Regions from separate parts of the Mus musculus genome. Here region 1 is linked to region 2. The links are chromatin contacts, called in public Hi-C maps. All regions are on one chromosome and are shown on one strand. Each heading gives the region's core, a stretch centred on a gene start, on an enhancer-like site or on the middle of the called end of the contact. The rest is flanking DNA. Distances are from core to core; before and after follow the strand shown.

The links. A called contact is a pair of places that touch in the nucleus more often than the background predicts.
Region 1: a contact with region 2 is called in a Hi-C map of stem cell-derived neural stem cells, with 2.2 times the contacts expected there. The contact joins two enhancer-like sites. A contact is called at or near these places in 1 of 15 datasets of contacts at CTCF or cohesin (embryonic stem cells), 51 of 484 Hi-C or Micro-C datasets (3T3-L1-derived adipocytes, B cells, the G1E-ER4 cell line and 25 more), 4 of 115 datasets of contacts at active chromatin or transcription factors (astrocytes, embryonic stem cells, fibro-adipogenic progenitors and 1 more) and 1 of 9 other capture datasets (embryonic stem cells).

What each region holds. Positions count from the first base shown.
Region 1 is chr1:34,865,933-34,868,709 of GRCm38.p6, reverse strand. It overlaps Plekhb2 (pleckstrin homology domain containing, family B (evectins) member 2), which reads right to left. Exons shown (of 8, transcript NM_145516.2): 6 at 2,480-2,569. Among named protein-coding and RNA genes, the nearest start is that of Plekhb2, 17 kb to the right of the region's middle. Within about 2 kb of position 1,344, at least 20 of the 459 cell types and tissues checked have an H3K27ac peak or open chromatin away from gene starts, as enhancers often do. A contact at or near this core is called in stem cell-derived neural stem cells, where this site is marked.
Region 2 is chr1:34,641,333-34,644,032 of GRCm38.p6, reverse strand. No RefSeq gene overlaps it. Among named protein-coding and RNA genes, the nearest start is that of Gm38647, 24 kb to the left of the region's middle. Within about 2 kb of position 1,377, at least 10 of the 459 cell types and tissues checked have an H3K27ac peak or open chromatin away from gene starts, as enhancers often do. A contact at or near this core is called in stem cell-derived neural stem cells, where this site is marked.

The sequences.
Region 1 (2,777 bases), core at 95-2,594, 220 kb before region 2:
ACAGCCAGAAAAGGATGCACGTGGAGGATCTGGTGTAGACCAGATAACAAGGCACTCACTCTACCATGCAGCAGACCGAGGAGTGAGCCACAGAGTCCATCACTGCCGAGCAGAGGCAATCTGCCCTCCCCACCCCTAAGAACCACTAAAGGCCTTGTGGGGGTGGGTCAGCTGGCCGGACACCATGCACCTGTCAGTGGAAGTCGAGCAGTAATGGGCAGTCCTCTCTTCCCAACAAAGTGCTCTAAGGAGACTCAGAGAAAATCTAAACTCCTGAGCTGGAGCCCGGCCCCCGCTGTGGGCTGAGAATCTGGACTCCACCTGGCAAGATCCGAGTCTCTCCATGTTTAAAATGTCAGGGTTTTGACCAATAATCACTTTTAGCACGAACAGCCAAGATCGCAAACAAAATGACACAGAAGAAGGCCCACACTGAGACTGTAGAGATGTCAGATGTGGGCTGGAGTGCAGCTCATTGGGCGGAGCTTGCTAGGCATGCAAGAAAGGCTAGGTTCCAACCCAGCACCTAGGGTGAAAGATGCTAGAATTATCTAGAAAGGACTTGTGTATTGGGCTCTGGTGTATATATGTTGTGCAATGTATGGTGCAGGGGCAAATGTACATGTATAGAAGGTATACACGCCCATGCATGCATGCAGAGGCCAAAAGAGGACACTGGGTGTGCTCGCCCAATCTCTCACTCCCTCTACTCCCACACCTTATTCCCTTGAGATAGCGTCTCTTACGGAAAAGATTTTTTTTCCTGCCACAGTCTACTAGTTCTTTAGAACTTTCTATGTAGGCAAGGCTGACCTCAAACTCATAAAAATCCACATGCTTCTGCCTTCTGAGAACTGAGTCTAAAGGTGCGCACCACCACACTCAGCTCGGGAAAGAACTTTTTCAAGACAGGGTTGCTCTGTATAGCCCTGGCTGTCCTGGAACTCGAAATATAGACCAGGCTGGCCTCGAACTCATGGTGAGCTGCCTGATTCTGCCTCCTGACTGCTGGGATTAAAGGGGTACGCCATCACACTTGGCCCTCTAGAAAGGATTTTAAAGTAATTATTATAAAAATCTTTCAGTTAATAATTAGGAAATGAACATACTTAAATGAAAAAAATTAAAAACTCTACCCAAAATAATAAAAAAAAACATATAAGAAAAACTCAGTATAATACATACTATATATTAATATACAAAGAATACAAGTTCTGGAACTAGCCAGGGTGTGGCGCTGCACACTTGTAACTCCAGATTTTGGGAAGCTAAGAGAAAGTGATCAAGCCTTTACAGCACCCACATGGCTCACAGGGCTCACAACTGCCCTTAACTCAAGTTGCAGGGTATCTGGTGCCCTCTTCTGGCCTCGGGGTGTACTGCATGCATGAGGTGCTCACAGATACCTGAAGGCAAAACACTCATACACACAAAATAAAGTGTATCTTTTAAAAACAGACAGTTACATACAACCATTTGAAAATAATGGGATAATTATAAATCCAACGAACGTGTACTAAATTTTTATGCTGAAAACTGTAAAATGTTGACAAAACAAAAATAAAATAAAGAAAGCCAGGAATAAAAGCAGAGTGACAAACAGAGAAGTCCACGAGGCTCAGAGCAGCAAACACGCCTTCTCTCTAAGCGTGATGCATTGGCTTACAGCAGCTTTGTCAGAAACCTTGCAAGGCTTTGCAGTTAATACAGATAAACGGATCCAGGGCTGGCCAGATGGCTCGTTGGATAAAGGTGCTTACCGCCAAGTCTGCTGGCCTGAGTTTAATCTGCAGGACTCACAGAATGGAAGGAGAGAACCAACTCTCAAGTTGCCCTCTGACCTCTACCTGTGTGCTACAGATGCAGGCACTACATATACACACACACACACACATATACACACATATACCATATATATATATATATATATATATATATATATATATATACATACATACATACACACACACACACATATATATATATACACACACACATATATACATACATATATATATATACACATATATACATACATATATATATATATTATATATATGGTTTTTTGCTTAATTTGAGATAGACTCTCTAGATTAAGCTGGCCTCCTGTGCAGCCATGAAAGATCTGCATCTCCTAATTGCCCTGCTCCTGCATCCCAAGCACTGATCAGGAGTCCAGGTTTGTGTAGCTACCCCCAGTTTATACAGTGCTGGGGACCAAAACCTCCAGCTTGCTAGGCAAACACTCCATCAACTGACCACATCACCAGCTCCAAGAGCTGATCTGTTTCATCTAAGCAAAGAGGAATACTATGATAAAAAGGGAAGCCTTGGAGTGTATTTCTAATTTCCCTGAGACTGACTTAAGATTAAGATCAAAACTACAACCAGAAACAGAAGAAAAGAGACCAACAGAAATGGGAAAGCAGCAGAGAGCCCCGGCTTCCCTCATGTGTATGCTCTGCTCAAACCTCCCTACCTCAGGGGTTGGTGTAGCATAGGCTGCGTAGGGAGGCGGGGACGCGGCCACTGCAGTCTCTTCAGACAGGATTGCTGAACCAACGTAAGCCTGTGGGAGACAAGAGAGCTAGGACCAAGAGCACATTCACTCAGCAAAGAAAAGATCACAAAGACCCTGCTGGAGCAGGGGCAGCCTCCAGCCTCCTAAAACACCCTGAGTTCAGCAGCCAGTCCCGGCTCAGCCCCAAGCCAGAGCGGGGCACTCTTGGCCCGGGAAGGTACCTGAAGCTCGACTGCCTATAGACCAAGGGCTACTA
Region 2 (2,700 bases), core at 128-2,627:
AAGGCTCCTTGTTCCTATGATCTCATGGAGTGAGGCTACGATGGTGGGAGCTAATGGCATGCTTGTTCTGGCCTCTGTTCTAAATATGGCTCCAGAGGAAGGCTCTAAACGCTTCCAGAATGAGGGTGCTGCATCTGGTGGCACCTGAGGTTTGGGCTCTGGCAGCCCTTTTTGGTGGACACTGGGAGCAGAGAGCTGTCCCATGGTTCATAGTGAAGATGTTCCTTCTATATTTTCTATCACTCTATGGTAAGGTCATTGTATCTATCTGTCTGCTGAACAGCTGAGGCAGGGTTTTTTTGTACACACATACACACATATACATACACATATACACACACATGTACATACACATATACATACACTCACACAACACATACATAACATATGCACATACATACACATATGTACACACATACACATACACACACAGATACACACATATATATATACATATACATACACACATACATACATATATGCATGCACACAGAGATATACACACACATACACATATATATGTGTGTGTATATATATATATGCATGCATACATACATACACACATACATATACACACACATATATGTATATATATGTACATATACACATACACATACATACACGCACATCATATATTCTTCTTTTCTTTTCTTTCCTTCCCTTTCCTTTCCTTTCATTTTTCTTTCTTTTCTTTCCTTTCCTTTCCTTTCCTTTCCTTTCCTTTCCTTTCCTTTCCTTTCCTTTCCTCTTCTCTTCTCTTTTCTTTTCTTTCCTTTTCTTTTTTGAAGCAGGGTCTCTTGTAGCCCAGGTTAGCCTCAGACTCTCTATGTAGCTGAGTGGGACTTGATGACTTTGCACTTCGATCATGCCGTCTACACCTCCTAGGTTCTTGGCTTACAGGTCCGCACCATACCACACCCAGCTCTGTGAGGTTCTGAATGGAGAGCCAACCTAAGGCTTCCCGGACACTGGGCGAGCATTCTGCCAACTACTGATCTATGCAAGGTGGGGCTTTATTAAACTTGAAAATCTGACAAGCACTTGACAGAGTGGTTAGCTGGGCTGTGTGAGCCATCTTGTCCTGGAGTGACATCCTTTCTGAAGGGCTCCTTGGGCTGCACACACTCCCCTAATCTTACCCTATGAATCAGTTTCTATGCCTGCGTTTGGAATTACTAGAGTCTAGGTTGTGGCTACGCTACAATAGTTCACTCTCCTAGATGTCGCAAGTTTTCCTCCTCCAGGCCACAAAACAGGAGAGCATGTAAGTTCATGTTCTATGCAGTGAACTCATCCCAGTTAGGGCCAAAGGGGCCACAGAGAGCTGCATCTGGCCTCCGCCCTATGGCACTTAATATCACCTTCATTTCCCCTGGGCTACAGCGCCCTCGTGTGGCTGTCTGCGGAATAGCTTCGATTGCGGACTTCAGACTGAAGAGTCTCAGACTCATCTGAGCGCATCTTATTCTCAGAGCAGTTTAGTGAACCCAAGGGAGTGAGCTACTTTAACCAACTAAGTTGAATCACCTTAGTGTCTGCAGCACCTTCAGGCTCCAACAGTCAACTGCCCTGTACTGAGGGTCTGCCACGGCACGGACACTGCTGGTGGATAGAGTAACCAACTGCTTCCTGATAATACTCTGAGCCATTTGCGCAATGAGGTGAGGAATTTGGGGGGAATTTGGGAGGCTGAGGTGTTTAAAATGGAGAAATACAGTCTTCCATGGCCAGCTGTTAACCTGCAGAAGGTAAGAAAAGCAAAGACTGGGAAGTGCCAGTCACCAAGTTCAAGGAATATTTTGAGGTACCTGCCAGGGCTTACTGGGGTTCCTAGAAAGGTCCCAGAGTCTACGTTTCTGATGTTTAGTGATAAGAACTATCGTGATACCCCTGAGCACTGGCTTTCATGCTGAGTGATCACAGAGGGATTCTGCAAAAAGAAATGGGCTGCTGAGCTCTTCACAGAAGGCAGAGTGCCATTTGGTAGACTCAGCCCTCACACGATGGTGAGTGCAGGGTTCAGCTGCAGAACATGGTGACTGGATTTGTGAAGTTCAGGGCTCTACAGGCCACTCCACAGCCTTCTCCCACATTACTGATGGAGTTGGGACAGGAGGTCCGCTACCCATCAGCTGTGACTCTGACAAGTGCCTTGTGCCTGGTCAGGATGTTCTGGTCCCAGAAAGGCAGCCGGAACAACCCTCACATGATGGAAGAAAACAGGCTTTCTGAGTTGGCTGCTTGTCACTGAAAGTCTTTTTTTTTTTTTTTTGTAAAGATTTATTTATTGTTATACATAAGCACACTGTAGCTGTCTTCAGATGCACCAGAAGAGGGCGTCAGATCTTATGATGGTGGTTGTGAGCCACCATGTGGTTGCTGGCTGGGATTTGAACTCAGGACCTTTGGAAGAACAGTCAGTTCTCTTAACCACTGAGCCATCTCTCCAGCCCTTGTCACTGAAAGTCTTAAATGAAGCCACTGTGAAGTGCTTGCCACACAAGCATGGGGAACCAGTGTGAACCCAGTGTGCCTTGCAGTCTCAGGGCTGGGAAGGCAGAGACAGGAGGATTGTGGGGACTTGCTGGCCTGCTAGCCAACTATTATTAGCAAACTTTAGGCTCAGTGACAGACCCTGCTTCAAACAGTAAGGTGGACACCCAAATGTTGAGATCTGGCCTAGACACACAGACATAGACA